Regions from separate parts of the Mus musculus genome. Here all the other regions are linked to region 1. Evidence: chromatin contacts called from public Hi-C and HiChIP or PLAC-seq data. All regions are on one chromosome and are shown on one strand. The core of a region is the stretch at or near the end of the contact, and the rest is flanking DNA. Distances in the headings are between cores, read along the strand shown.

Region 1 (2,700 bases), core at 162-2,661:
GATGGGAGAACCCTGCATGCAGCAGGGGAAACCTTAACCCTGCTGTAGAAGACAAAGTCTGACTTGGTTGTGACGCAGAAGGGAAGAAAATCGAGTTGGATTTGTGTGTGTGTGTGTGTGTGTGTGTGTGTGTGTGTGTGTGTGTGTGTGTTTTGGTGGCTTGGAGGTGTTTTAGGTTTTGGTGACGGGGTTGTTTCTCTCTCTCTCTCTCTCTCTCTCTCTCTCTCTCTGTGTGTGTGTGTGTGTGTGTGTGTGTGTGTGTGTGTGTTACTTCCAACGGGTGAAAGACATGTTGAAATTTGAAAGAAGTATTATATGGGGAATACCTTCCCACACTTTACCTGCCCCTCAGACTTTCTGAGACCCAGTGGAAACAAAGATAAAAAAAAAGGAAGGAAGGAAGGAAGAAAGAAAGAGAGAGAGAGAGAGAGAGAGAGAGAGAGAGAGAGAGAGAGAGAGAGAGAAAGAAAGAAAGAAAGAAAGAAAGAAAGAAAGAAAGAAAGAAAAAACAAAAAATTAATTGATGGCAAACACTCAGTTCACAAACAGCCCAAACCTTTCCACCCCACACTATGGGCTCATTTAGGGAAAGGAATTTTCCTTTGATTTTCCCAAACCCTCTATTCCCCTTTCCTTTCCAAATCTCATTAGGAAGTCAAATTAGGAAGCCTGCACGAAGCCAGGTTTTGTTTTGCACTAACAACCCCGCCCCCCCACCACCCCCATTCTCCCCCCCCCCCCCATCCCCATCCCTGCAAGTCTGATGGAGGTTAATGGGATTCCAGCCTCTTCACCCAGTGGAAAAGCCAGGGTGACCTACTTTGCAAAGCACTGCCTGTTGAAACTGACTTTTTTTCTCAGCAGTCTTCATCCGCATTCCCAGCACCCCTTCTCAAAGGGCAGGAGCGGATGAACGAATCAACGGTGACATGTTTGATTCAATAAATCAAGCCAGAGCCCTGACAGCCCAATGTTCGGGTAGAGACAGGGAAAGACGAATTCCGAGCAAAGCCGCATCCTTCACTGGTTCTTTGCAAACACAAGTGAGAAACAGTTCCTGCAATCATTGTGAATTTGCACTACTCCAGGGTGGTCTGAATGCTAAGAATTACCGGAACTTTCAAAGATATTCATCTCCTGGAAAGGACTGGCATTCCCCCTAAATTATTCCCACCCATTCCTCTTGGTTATCTCTTGCTTAGACAATGGCCGGTGTTTGTGAGATCAGCGGTGCAAAGACTGGGTCTACTTCTCCAGAAATGAAACCAGAAACAGCCCTCGGATTCCGAGGTCCCTCTTGCCTCCTCCTAGCAAGAGTCACCTGGGTCCATCGACGCCCGTGGGGTAGTAAAGGAACTCGGACTTGAGCAGGTGGTAGATCTGCATGTCCAGATGGACTTGGAATCCCAAATACCTTCTGGTTAGAAACTAATGTTGCAAAAACTTGACAAACCCTGATCCGCCAGCACCGTGCTTCAGTCTAATGAATGGCTTGGGCGCCCCCTAGTGGCTTAATAGAGTTCCTGCACTTGAGAAAACAAATTGAGACCAAAGTAAAACCTTTTAAAAACTATTACTAGGTAGGTCTCACTGGTGAGGATTTGTAACTTAGAAGGCAAGGACCAGAGTGTAGATTGATCATAAAATCATCTCTCGCCTCTTTTCCTCTGTGGTATTTTGGGAAGTTTTGCTGAAAATGAGGCACTGTACTGTCAGGAACCAATGAGAAGCCATTTCTTCACAGTTAAATACACTGGTCCCATATTGCAGGTTTAGTAACTACAAGGAAAGGTGGGGTTAAAAGCACTCGCTTCTCTGCCCTCATCCCATGCACCTCACCCTCTCAGAGGTCAGGAAAGACATTTCTTCATGTACATATTTATTTTTAATTTATGTGTGTGTAAACTGTTCATAACTTTACTAGGACTGGGTCTTTTTCTCAGAGATGTGGCTTATCACTGTGTAGATGCTGACACTTTTCAATTATGCTGGATGGGGACACTTTTATGACACTCTTATTTTTCTTGGCACCAGAGGTCTTCTGATTCACATCTTAGGTGCCCTCCAGAAAGCTAGAGGCTTGGTCTCCAGCTGTGGCATTCTTAAGAGGTGATGGAAACTTTAAGACTTGGTAAAAAGGCTCACTGGTGGTGGTGCACACCTTTAATCCCAGCACTCTGAGGCAGAGGCAGCTGGAGCTCTGAGTTTGAGGCCAGCCTGGTCAACAGAGTGAGTTCTAGGACAGCCTGGGCTACACAGCGAAACTCTGGGGCAGGGGAGGATGGAAAGAAGTTAGGCCTGTGGAGGTGTGTGCCTGGAACATCTGCTAGGACCCACCTATCCACCCACCCCTCACCCCACCCCAACCCACCCCACCCCTCACCACCTTCTTGTAGCCCCACCATGGTGCACTACGCTGCCCAGTCACAAGGAAATGTGGTCAGGTGACCATGGATTAAAATCTCTGACACCATTAGCCAAAACAAGTTTTTCTTCTTCAAAGACATTTTTCTCCAATGTTTTGTCAGTGGCAGTGGCAGAAAGCCAGAACGAGAGGGTCCATGGAGACTTTTACATTTTGAAATATTTGTGTATAGATATAATGACATGCCTCGGTGACAGGACCCAAATTTCAGCATGCGACAGGTTGCATGCACACCTTTTACAGGAGAATACGTTTGCACAATATTTGAATGCATC
Region 2 (2,700 bases), core at 35-2,534, 190 kb after region 1:
TGTTAGGCAAGAGGTCTCCCACTGAGCTGCACCCCTCCCCCCCATTTCATGTTAAGGAGATAATGGTAAAATACAAGGCTTTTGGTGGGGGGTATGGATTTTTTTTTTAAGCTAGACACTCCAGAAGTGAATTAGCTAAACTGTTTCATTTTATAGATAACAAGACAGGTCCAGGCATTATTTTCAGAAAGCTACTTAGAGAGTTGGGATTAGCCTTGTTCACGACTGTCAGTCCACCAAGCTGCTATCTACTGTACATCCTACTGGCCTTACTTTTATTTCAGATACAAGCACTGGAGTGTTCTTAGAACCCTACATAGCATGTAGAACCTCAGGTAAAACACATGAATCCTGCCTGCACTCTTGTCACTCACTGCATGGCACAAGTCCCAATCAAAGATGCGCTGCTACTGCTAGATGGAGAACACAGGGAGGATGTGGTCAGATGATCAGAAATCCCTAGACAGCACTCTGCTACTGTAACTGATACATGTTTTTAAAGGACCAGTCATGTGACTGTCATTCTCCAAGTAATCAAGCCTACCTATTAGAGACCATCCTTAGGAATATGGGTAGATAGCCACAACTGAGACAACTTGATAAGTGAAGGGTCAAGAACTTTATGAAAACAACACAAGACAGTTGAGGCGCAGTGATATCTCAAAAACGTCTCAAGAAAAGAAAACTTCTTCTAAGTAAAAAACACCAAAAAGCACACAAGTAGAATATAAAACAAGGAACTAAATTCTGAGGGAGGCAAAATAATTGGATTGGTTTTCCTCTTTTTGTAAGAAGGGTGAATGGGGACGAAAGGAATGCACATTTACTGGTGAATGTTTACTATAATACCAAGTGTGGTACTATAAATGTATTATATCACGGCATCAACTCTGGAAAGTAGATACAAGAACCCTCACATACAAGGCGAGGGATAAGGCACAAGAACAGGTAGAAGTGATAATGAGATTAACTACAAGATACCCTGGTTTTATATCTGGGCTCATCTCTTTTAAGCCTTAAGTAACTTAACCTCTTCTAAGACTGTAGCCATAATCTGCAAATGATGACAGCAGTTTCCCCTCACAGGGTCATTATGAGGACTATAGATGTCATGGGAAAAAGCACTCAGCGTTGCACCTGGCACAGATAAAATACTTAGTAGCTGGAGTTTATTTTACTTACTTTGTGCTGGAGATCAAAGGTCCCGGCATGGCATGCTAGGCAGGTGCTCTACCACTTAGCTATATGCCAAGCCACAAGGTTAGTACTTCAGGATTGTTTAAGATCATACAGCAAGTGCGTGGCAGACAAGGTTTTTTATGTAGCAGCAAACTCACTGAACCACACTGCTGTACCACATTGTTCTTTTTAGCTCCTGAGATCTGGAGGAAGACAGAGCTTTGAGAGAACGCAAACACTAGTGATGTACTGCCATTCTAGAGAGGGCCAGAAGGTGATCAGTTAGTTTGACCAGCCATACTATAACTTTAGTGCAACCCTTTACTTGGTGGGTGGTACTAGGAATTAAACCCAGGACCTTCACATATACTACTATCATTGAGTTACATCTCTAGCCCTTTTAACCAATTTCCCTTTAACCCTTTTTATCCTTTGTATCACCTGTTTATAAAGTACATTTCTATTATAACCTCCTCTTCTAATTACCATCTTATCTCTATTTCTCCTCAGTGGGTACATGACTAAGACAATAATTGTCTCTTCTCTAGAATCCATCAATAGCCAAAAACTCAGAAAGGAGGGGTAGTGTCCTATTAACACCTCTCTGACTCATTGTTTGCTGATACGTCCAGTCTTGTGTGGGTTCACTACAGGTGGCTATAGCTGCTGTGATGTCATGACTTGTGGGGAATTGCAGGCTGGTCTCCAGTCGAGCTGAGGTCTGAACCCCGATGGTCATAATTCACCTTCATGACACGGTAGGCGTTCCCTCATGCTCCTGGAACTCTGGCCCCTGCCTAAGTTACCAGCTCCCACAGCCCCCACAAGAGAAGCATGGTCAGTAGTCACATAGACAATGGCCCAAGCTTCTGACCTTCAGGCTAAACTCCTCTCCAGTTACCTAGCAACAGTGAAGACCATAAAAAGGGGTGTTCAGCCCCCACCTCGCTCTCTTACTCTTATGCTCTCTCTCGCTCCTTTGTCCCCTTACCTCCCACTTCTCTCCTCTTCCCTTTCTCTGTCTTCTTCTTTCCTCTCCTTTCTTCCTCTTTCTCTGTAGCCTTCTCTATTTCCACCTCTTTCTCCCTGCATTTCTATAATAAAGCTCTTAAACCATAGAGTCTCTGCTCCATCTAGATTCACTATACCACTCTTGCCAGTGTTGGGAACCTCTTCACTATTCCCTCTCTCCTATAGCCCTGGGGCGACAGGGTGTCGCCTCGGGGGCTGCCCCTTTTCCAATCCCCCTGCCAGATGGGTCAGAGGCTTGCGTGCCCACCTGGGGCCAAGTGGAAAGCATCCCGGCAGCCCCTCAATGTTTGTCTCTGCCTGCCCAGAGCACAGGAACGTTTGGTCCCTTTTCCCTTCCCCTTCTTCCCCAGGGCCTCCCCTGCCCCAACTTTTTTTGTTCCCAACAATGACTGGCTATGTTGTGTTCAGATATAGCATTTCACAGCCCTTCTCCTGATTTCCAGGCTCTTAGTCTTTCTATCATTCTCCAAGATGTTCCCTTAGCCTTAG
Region 3 (2,700 bases), core at 63-2,562, 140 kb before region 1:
GACAAAAGGAAGGAGCCTTCCACTGAACCAGAACTGTGATTCTTAGACTGTTCCTAGGAGGTCTATGCTCCTGCAAGGGTCCCTCAGGCCCAGGGTGAGAGAGGCACCCTGACAAGTAAGAACAAGAGGCTTTGCTACTTGGTTTTGAGGTAGGGATGGCTATTACTCTTTTGGTCTGAGGGAACTTTCCCACTTAATGGTCCAGAGAATAGATAAAATGATCAAAGTCGTTTTGTGTAGACAGGAAGCATATTTCATTTACTTATTTCAACATCTTGTCTCTCTTGGGTGGGGAAAGACTGTAAAAGACATCTGTAAAGCTGGCCTGAGTTGTACTCTTTTGTGCAAGACTGGATGTAGCATAGACATTTCTTTGGAAAGTCATCTTGGCCTTTGCCCAGACCATTGGGGAAATTGTCTCTACTCAGCACAGATCCCCACAGAGAACGTGGGCCAGTTCCTAGGTCTGGAATCATGGCCGTCAGACCGTTGTTCAGTGCGGTCAGCTCTAATGGAGTCAGGGATGCCTTTATCTGTTAAATAGGGTGAATCGAAGTGAAAATTACCTTTTGATTGAGTAGCATTGCTGAAGAAAATCAATAGAAATGGCTCGAGATTTATCGGCACCAGCTCAATTTTAAGTGTTGTAGACTCTTAAATTGCTGGAACACTGGGTTTCAGGATCCATCCTTCTCCAGGCCAATGGAAAATAAACAGAGAATGAGTTAAGGGAGAAACTGCATTTCTGTTCTGTCACAAAGGAAAGAGGAAATATGTGCTGACCAAAGCTAAGTCATTTGCAACCTCAAACTATGCTTTCTAAATTCTAAGAGCCCACGTTTGACGTGTTCAAGGGAGAAAGACCGCAGCTGACGCGGTCTTTGTTCAGAGTGTAGGAGACGGTTTTGTCTAGACTTTCAGGAATGATATAGAATGACATTTTTAGAACAAATAAAAAAAATAGTTTTAGATTCCTCTTTTCCCTTCAGGAGAAGGATTTGACATGCTTCTGAAATCTGAATGTGGTGGGTCTATAAACAGCCTCCATCATTTACTAGGAAGAGGATGGGAAAATGAGCCATTGAGAAAAGATGCTGAAAATGTCCTTGGTTTACTTTCTTACTTTAATAGCAGTGCCATCAATAGTAATCCAGCACCTAATGGGGAGGGAATGGTTTATAGGCACGTGCTAGGCTGCTGACATACATTGCCTGGCAGTTCTCAGGGTGACATCATGGGGCAGGTATTGCTTGTCTGCTTATGAATGAAGAGACAGAAGCACACAGAGCTTGGGAAACAGCACACAGAGCCACCGAACATGGGCTTCTAAGCAAGGATTGTGTTTGACTGTCCCTCTAAACCTGCCCATCTCACCACTGTGTTGATGTCTTCTTTCCCCACAGGGCCAGCATTGTACAGAAACGCATAATTTATTTTCAAGACGAGGGCTCCCTGACCAAGAAGCTGTGTGAACAGGGTAAGAACATGCAGACGGGGGAGGGAGAGGTGAGGGAGGGCTCTTTCAGGTTAAGCTGGCTGCAGAAATTCAGGCAACAGGGCTTTCTGAATTCCCCTGGGCCCTGCCTCCTCACGTAGCTCTGATTTTTAATCTGGCTGTGTGCTATGGATAATTGGATCCGCCTTAAGCTCTAATTACTCGGCTTGATTCCCTGGGTAGGAGATAATGTACCTTATATTGGTGCTGTCTTCTTATTTTTGTGAAACAGTGATTATTCTGAAGAGGTTCCTTGGAATAATTCACAGGACTTAATTAAGGAATGCACAGTTGTGTACCTTTAAAAAGCCTATGGTGGCTCTCTGGAATAACCACCCTCAGAACTTGCATGGCACCTGAATAATATGGAGCTTTTCTCCCAAAAAAAGACCAGTAGCAGACAGGAGTGTCATGGGTTGGAGGGTAGGGGGACACTAACCTTGTGATTTTACCACTTCCAAGTCTGGTCCTCAGACTGCAAGTTCATAAACACCCTTTACTTAGAGTGAAATATTCTAATAGATGTCCTTTTTCTGGTGCTAGGGATCATATCTGGTGCCTTGTGCATGCTAACTAAGCACTTTAGCTCTGAGCTACCCCTGAGCCTGGGATTGGAGCATCCTAATAAAGTAGACCGTGTGTTTACAGATGGGGCCTGGGCTCAGATTATGCCTAGCTTAGATCTGCTTCTGTTGTGCAGCCTGCCCTTCCACCCCCACACCATGTGATTTAATAACGTACAATAAGCCAAGGAAATGGCTCCGTGAGTAAAGTTCTTACCATGCAACTTTGAGGGCTTGAGTTCAGAGCCCCAGACTTCACATAAAGCTGGACATGGTGCTTCAGCCCTGCAATCCCATCATTCATCTGTAACATATGAGATGGAAGCAGAGGTGGCAATTCCTGGGTGCTCCCAGCGCAGCTAGCCTGACATCTACAGGTTGAAAACAACAAGAGAACCTGTTCCCAACAAGATCAAATGTAAGGACTGACACCTGAGATTGTCCTCTGAGCCCCATAGAAGTGCAAAGGCATACTTGCATTCACAGACTCCAACCCAGACAAGCACACACATCATACACGCAAGATTGAATGTGGATGCATGTGTGTGTGTGTGTGTGTGTGTGTGTGTGTGTGTGTGTGTTTGTATGTGTGTGTGTGTGTACGTGCATGGTAGCTATTGCTGTCTATGTTCAAATGCTTGT
Region 4 (2,700 bases), core at 59-2,558, 160 kb before region 1:
CTTCTTTGCCAAGCTTTGCTGGATTTTCTTTCTGATGGGCAGGATTCTCTGGGGGCTGCAGTTGGTTGTCTTCACCCTGATGCTTTTGCCTAGTAGCTTCGGTTTGAGATTCTCTTGCCACCCAGGAGACAGGGGAAAGAGGGTAAGGTAGGTCAGACTCCTTGGGCTCCAGATCCACTGAACATCTTCACAGATGTAGATGGCTTTGATTATGTCTCTTCCTTGGCTTTGTTGTTGTTGTTTACAGCAGAAGAAGGAGGTACTTGTTGGTATGATGATGCATGCTTGTAACACCAGCACTGATAGTTTCTGTTAAACTGTCTGATAACAATGCTGAGTCATGGGAGCTGTAAGACTCACTAGTAGTCTCCAGCAGGTCAGTGTAGTACGCAGAGGTGAGCAAGAGAATCTTGGACCTCTTCAGAGGTCAGCTAACTCTCTAGTTGTATAGAATAGGCATAAGCTCATGAGAAATTAGAGGAAGAGGAACGGATGACACCTTCCAAGCACCTGCCTTATGCTAGGCCATTTCTATACCAGCTCAGCCTATGAGCACTCACAAGAGTGTCATAAAGCAGACACTGAGCCCAATTTGAAGAGAAGGGCAGGAAACAGATTGCAGATCATTCAACTACTACAGAGTCAGGATTAAACACAATCTGCCTGACCGCAAAGCTCTATCGTGCCTTGTCTACTACTTTTGTTTCATAGTGTTGATAAAAATGAGTAATAAATTAATTAGGATTAGAACTTAGATGTTTCACACCATTTAGCTCTCTTCTGCCTGTCATTCCACACAAGTATCCACCCATCCAATTCTGTTACCCTATATAGTTGTAAAATGTGATTTTTTTTAAACTTAGACAAATACTTCAGTTGATAAGCCAGCTTTGAGGATAAAATTTAATGATCTGTTTTCATGAATAAAGTTCATAAATTTATCATTAAGTTTTATAATATAATATAACAGAGAGAAATAGGATTGCTTGAAAGTATGCTAATAGCATCAGATTATTTAATGTAGATTAACCAACAATTCTAAACAGCAATAGAGATAGAGGAAAACAAAATTAATGTGATTAAATGTACCCCGAGACTATTTATTCTGCCGGTTGTTAAAATGTAGTCAGCAGTCAGACTGCAAAGAGACTTTGCAGCTGCAGCCCCAAAATAGCCACAGTCTCTCCTCAGCTGCAGCTAATTAATGTGATTTTCCTAATAACAGTTTCCTAATAGAAGACAGACAGTAGCAAATCAAAACAAGTTCATTTTCATGCTGATGAGGCCTAGCAACAACAACAACAACAAGAGCCCAAAGGATCCAAGTGGAAACCAGCTCGCTGTAGGCTCCCACGTGGAGTTTCTCTTGCACAGTTGACCTCCAGGCTGGAAGTCTGTTGCTCAAATACAACAGTTAAGGCCTTCAAAGGACAAGCTGTGATATCGTGCCAGGCAGCCATGGTGACAGTGGATCACAGTGGAACATCCCACAAGCTCCAGAAGAAGAGCATTCTAGACAGTTGTTTCTCATACTAGACTCAGGCCCAGCCCTTGTTCTCTTAATTTCCTAGTCACCCCGTGTCTTAGTTAGAGTTTTACTGCTGTGAACAGACACCATGACCAAGGCAAGTCTTATAAAAAAAAAAAAAAAAAACCAACATTTACTTGGGGCTGGCTTACAGGTTCAGAGGTTCAGTCCATTATTATCAAGGTGGGAGCATGGCAGTATCCAGGCAGGCATGGCACAGGCAGAGCTGAGAGTTCTATGTCTCCATCCAAAGGCTGCTAGTGGAAGACTGACTTCCAGGCAACTAGGGTGAGGATCTTATGCCCACCCACAGTGACACACCCATTCCAACCAGGTCACACCTATTCCAACAAGGCCACACCTCCAGATGGTGCCACTCTCTGGTTCAAGGATATACAAACCATCACACCCCTGGGAAAAATAAATAAATAAAGAATTCAAGTTGGCCAGCTTGCACCATTTGATATGTACAGTTCTCCTGCTATCCCAATGCAGACATAGCTAGTGTGCCCTACATCCAGCACATTGATGACTTTGGCTCAGGTATTATTAGTCAGTGGTCTTAATCAATGGCCACTAACTGGTTTCACTAAAAATATGTTGCAAGGCAGAACAGTTTACTCCTCCACAAACTGGCTTACTCCTCCAAAGGAGGGTATGGGTGATGAGAATGTATTAACATTTTCTGCTGACTGTCCAGCACAATAGTGTTGCAAACTGGGCCAGATGGTGACATTAGACCTCTGGCTTCAAGGGTCTCCTGGGCTTCTCCAGCTCAGCTTGAACAGAAAAGAATCCAAGTTAGCTAAAGCTTGAATTACAAATTTTACTTTTTAAAAAAGGTAGCTACCTCAGCCCAAGGAAGCATGATGCATATTGATGCTTTGGGGTAGAGGCACATTAAGTCTGTGTAGTCTCATTAGAACAGCTCATTATCAGATAGCCTCCTAACAAAAGCATCCTGCCATCTTGGTTCCTTGTAGACTATGGTACTTTGTAACAGAAACATACTTGACACTGAATCCTCCAGAAATCATATCTCATTCTGATGTTTTTTAAAAAAGCCTTTATTGGCAAACATAAAACATTGATGGGGCACAGACCTTGCAAAGACTTGACCTTTGGATCCACCATGGGAAGTACTACCAGGAAGTCCACTGTGCTGCCCCCAT
Region 5 (2,700 bases), core at 34-2,533, 200 kb before region 1:
CCCTCTATGTGTGATGAATGGGGATGGGGGTGAATGTGGTGGGCCCAGCTATCCAGTCTTGTGTGATGTGAGCCCACGTTCCCTGCTTGCTAGCCCCAGCTTCTGAATCCATAGAGGGAACTATTCCCACTTCAAATGATCACTGAGATAATTATATGAAATAAATATGAAGTGCTGAAAGAAATGAGAGGTATGTCCGACTAAACACGAGATGCTATCGCTACATTTTTTGGGCATGTATAGTGGAGGCCCTTCCAAGTACATGAACATCAACCCTTTGCCAGGTGTCAGGCCCAGAGGGTGCTGACAGAGCTTCATCGTGGGAGGTAACTCAGTACTCCAGGCACCCAGGCAAGCATCTTCTTAAATAAACATGGCACAGACAGATCTGGATGGAAGGATGGAGAAGCAGGTGACTTTATCAAGGTCACTAAGTTACCAAAACAGAAGCCTGAACCAGATCTGCAAATCACCAACTCTTAACCCCTGAGCCATCTCTCCAGCCCCTCCCCCCCGCCTTTTAAAGATTTATTTATTTATTTTATGTGAAGAAGGCATTGGATCCAATTACAATGGCTGCGAGCCACCTTGTGGTTGCTGGGAATTGAACTCATGACCTCTGGAGGAGCAGTTAGTGTAATCACCAACTCTTGAGTTCTCCCTCCGTGACCCCAGGCTTCTCTTAGGAAACCAAGTGGCATATTTCACCCGTCTGTAAGGGGGAATCCTGCTCTAGGTTCCAGAATTTACTAGCTGGAGAGATAGGTCAGTGGTTAAAAATATCACTGATTACTCTTCCAGGGGACCTGTGTTTGATTCTCAGAACCCACAGGGCGGCTCATCCAATACCCTTTTCAGTTTCCATGGGCAACACATACACACAGGCAAAACACTCATGCACACAACATAAATACATAAATCTAAAATGAAAAGAACAATCAGAGGTGATTGGCATAGTCCTGGCATGCATACATGCACACACCTGCCCTACATCCTAAGGAGCTGTCCACTGTCCTCCAAGCTCCCCAGCTGCACTGGACTTAGGGGTGGGCCAGCTGGCATGGTGCCCTGCATACCAGGCTGCAAGGAGCAGAACATGGCTGGAAATGTACTGAGATAGAGGAAATGGCCTTTCTCAGAATTGTTGACAGCTAACATGACAGGAGAATGATAATGATAGTATTTATGATAATAATATACAGTGATTCTAACACACGCGGTGATAGCTTTGTGCCAGGGACCTCTTAGTGCCTTTGTTGATTGACTCATTAAAACCCTCCCAGCCTGCTGAAGGGGATACTGTCATTACCACCCATTCTACAGAAAAGAGAACCACTCAGTCTGGAAAAGGTATGCTGACTGTGAGCAAGGCTGCTGGGCCTGGCCAGACCCCTTCCCCTACAGCACTGCCTGTTGGCAGAAGCATCCCCAATCCCACAGAGCACTTGACTGTCAAGAATTGATGCAGGCTCTGCCTCTAGGTCTCTGAGGTGTGGTGGATGGGTCAGGGCCAGGCTTGTGCTTAGGGGCATAAGGAGGAGTATTGCTGAGCCGACAGTCTTTCTAGATTCCTTCTCCCACGCAGCGTCAGCCTCTTCCTCCAAGTAGATGTTGGGCAAATATTTAGAGAGCATCACTCTGAAAGGAGGCCAAGTTACTAGTCAGCCCAGTGCACCCACACTTCTTGGTCCAGCCCTGCTCCCAAGGCTGGCCTGCTATGTTGGCTCCCTGTGTACAGCAACCCACACAGCATAAGGACTGATTTAGTCTGCTGTTAATGGGAACATGATCTGGTGGCTCTGGGAATGAACTGTTGGTAGATTTGGAGGTTGTGTGCCCAGAGAGGGGTTCCAGAGGGGCCACAGACCCTGTTTGTGGCTCAGTCACCTCCTGCCATATTCCTGAGTGCTTCTTGGGTCTAGAAGGCAAGAGAATCCCCCTAGGGCTGATAAAATAAAGCAGTAAAAAAGTAGGAGAGATGAATAAAACAAAGATAAGAATCTGTTCGCAGAGGCCCTAGTGAAAGGGTAGAATTCTGGTAACGTTATTGAGGAGATAGAGCCTGAATCTTCATGGCCCAGCAGAGGGACCCAGTTCTGCCAGGTGGGGTGGTGCACATGTGTCAGGCAAGCATTCAGGCGGGGAGGTAGGAGGATCTTGAGTTTGAGGTCAGTTTGAGCTACATAGTATGTTTGAGAGAATCCTGGGCCACATGCAGAGACCCTGTGTCAGAAAACCAACCAATAACAACAACAACAACAACAACAACACAGAAAGAACAGAAAAGGAGGGGCTGCCCATCCAAAGCCAGCCGCACAGCCCTTCAGCCTGTTTCTGGTGGGTTTGGAAGAGCTTGCAAAAGTGTTGAGGTTCTTAGCGCACATACAAAGCAAACACAGCTTGTTACAAATTTCCCAGTACAGATGGAAAGGCTACAAGGAAACAAACCAAGCATTTGAAACAGTTGAGGTTATGTCTCCTTTACTTTTCTGTCTTTGTAAACTTTTCCATAAAAAGCTTGCTGTTTGGAACAATATAAGCCAGATCTTTAATATTAAGAAATCTACCTTGAAAGCCCTTTCTTAAAAGACAGAAGTATCTATCTTTCCTTCAGTGATTTTCAAATGAAAATAACAAAACAAACAAGCAATAACAACTCCCCGGTGAGGGCTGGGAAGATGGCTGGGAAATTAGGAGCAC

What was found. HiChIP or PLAC-seq counts read pairs in DNA pulled down with a chosen protein or histone mark. A called contact is a pair of places that touch in the nucleus more often than the background predicts.
Region 2: a CTCF HiChIP or PLAC-seq map of CD8 T cells shows a contact between it and region 1, with 6 read pairs. The contact joins two enhancer-like sites. A contact is called at or near these places in 4 of 15 datasets of contacts at CTCF or cohesin (CD8 T cells, the NIH/3T3 cell line, large pre-B cells and 1 more), 2 of 115 datasets of contacts at active chromatin or transcription factors (T-cell acute lymphoblastic leukemia and embryonic stem cells) and 3 of 9 other capture datasets (embryonic stem cells, liver and pancreatic islet).
Region 3: a contact with region 1 is called in a Hi-C map of the N1E-115 cell line, with 6 times the contacts expected there. The contact joins two enhancer-like sites. A contact is called at or near these places in 20 of 484 Hi-C or Micro-C datasets (the HPC-7 cell line, the N1E-115 cell line, brown adipocytes and 11 more) and 1 of 115 datasets of contacts at active chromatin or transcription factors (bone marrow-derived macrophages).
Region 4: a contact with region 1 is called in a Hi-C map of uterus, with 3 times the contacts expected there. The contact joins two enhancer-like sites. A contact is called at or near these places in 2 of 15 datasets of contacts at CTCF or cohesin (pro-B cells and stem cell-derived epiblast-like cells), 11 of 484 Hi-C or Micro-C datasets (ECoMG-derived neutrophils, LSK cells, the N1E-115 cell line and 6 more) and 7 of 115 datasets of contacts at active chromatin or transcription factors (T-cell acute lymphoblastic leukemia, astrocytes, bone marrow-derived macrophages and 3 more).
Region 5: a contact with region 1 is called in an H3K27ac HiChIP or PLAC-seq map of oligodendrocyte precursor cells, with 9 times the contacts expected there. The contact joins two enhancer-like sites. A contact is called at or near these places in 1 of 484 Hi-C or Micro-C datasets (the HL-1 cell line) and 6 of 115 datasets of contacts at active chromatin or transcription factors (bone marrow-derived macrophages, embryonic basal ganglia, embryonic fibroblasts and 3 more).

What each region holds. Positions count from the first base shown.
Region 1 is chr7:114,019,505-114,022,204 of GRCm38.p6, forward strand. The region is part of intron 7 of Spon1 (spondin 1, (f-spondin) extracellular matrix protein); the gene reads left to right. Among named protein-coding and RNA genes, the nearest start is that of Gm51454, 16 kb to the right of the region's middle. Within about 2 kb of position 1,412, at least 81 of the 459 cell types and tissues checked have an H3K27ac peak or open chromatin away from gene starts, as enhancers often do. A contact at or near this core is called in CD8 T cells, the N1E-115 cell line, oligodendrocyte precursor cells and 1 more, where this site is marked.
Region 2 is chr7:114,209,612-114,212,311 of GRCm38.p6, forward strand. No RefSeq gene overlaps it. Among named protein-coding and RNA genes, the nearest start is that of Copb1, 44 kb to the right of the region's middle. Within about 2 kb of position 1,285, at least 20 of the 459 cell types and tissues checked have an H3K27ac peak or open chromatin away from gene starts, as enhancers often do. A contact at or near this core is called in CD8 T cells, where this site is marked.
Region 3 is chr7:113,877,774-113,880,473 of GRCm38.p6, forward strand. Spon1 (spondin 1, (f-spondin) extracellular matrix protein) reads left to right here. Exons shown (of 16, transcript NM_145584.2): 4 at 1,404-1,477. Among named protein-coding and RNA genes, the nearest start is that of Spon1, 110 kb to the left of the region's middle. Within about 2 kb of position 1,313, at least 8 of the 459 cell types and tissues checked have an H3K27ac peak or open chromatin away from gene starts, as enhancers often do. A contact at or near this core is called in the N1E-115 cell line, where this site is marked.
Region 4 is chr7:113,858,408-113,861,107 of GRCm38.p6, forward strand. All of the region lies in intron 3 of Spon1 (spondin 1, (f-spondin) extracellular matrix protein), which reads left to right. Among named protein-coding and RNA genes, the nearest start is that of Spon1, 94 kb to the left of the region's middle. Within about 2 kb of position 1,309, at least 6 of the 459 cell types and tissues checked have an H3K27ac peak or open chromatin away from gene starts, as enhancers often do. A contact at or near this core is called in uterus, where this site is marked.
Region 5 is chr7:113,819,263-113,821,962 of GRCm38.p6, forward strand. All of the region lies in intron 2 of Spon1 (spondin 1, (f-spondin) extracellular matrix protein), which reads left to right. Among named protein-coding and RNA genes, the nearest start is that of Spon1, 55 kb to the left of the region's middle. Within about 2 kb of position 1,284, at least 10 of the 459 cell types and tissues checked have an H3K27ac peak or open chromatin away from gene starts, as enhancers often do. A contact at or near this core is called in oligodendrocyte precursor cells, where this site is marked.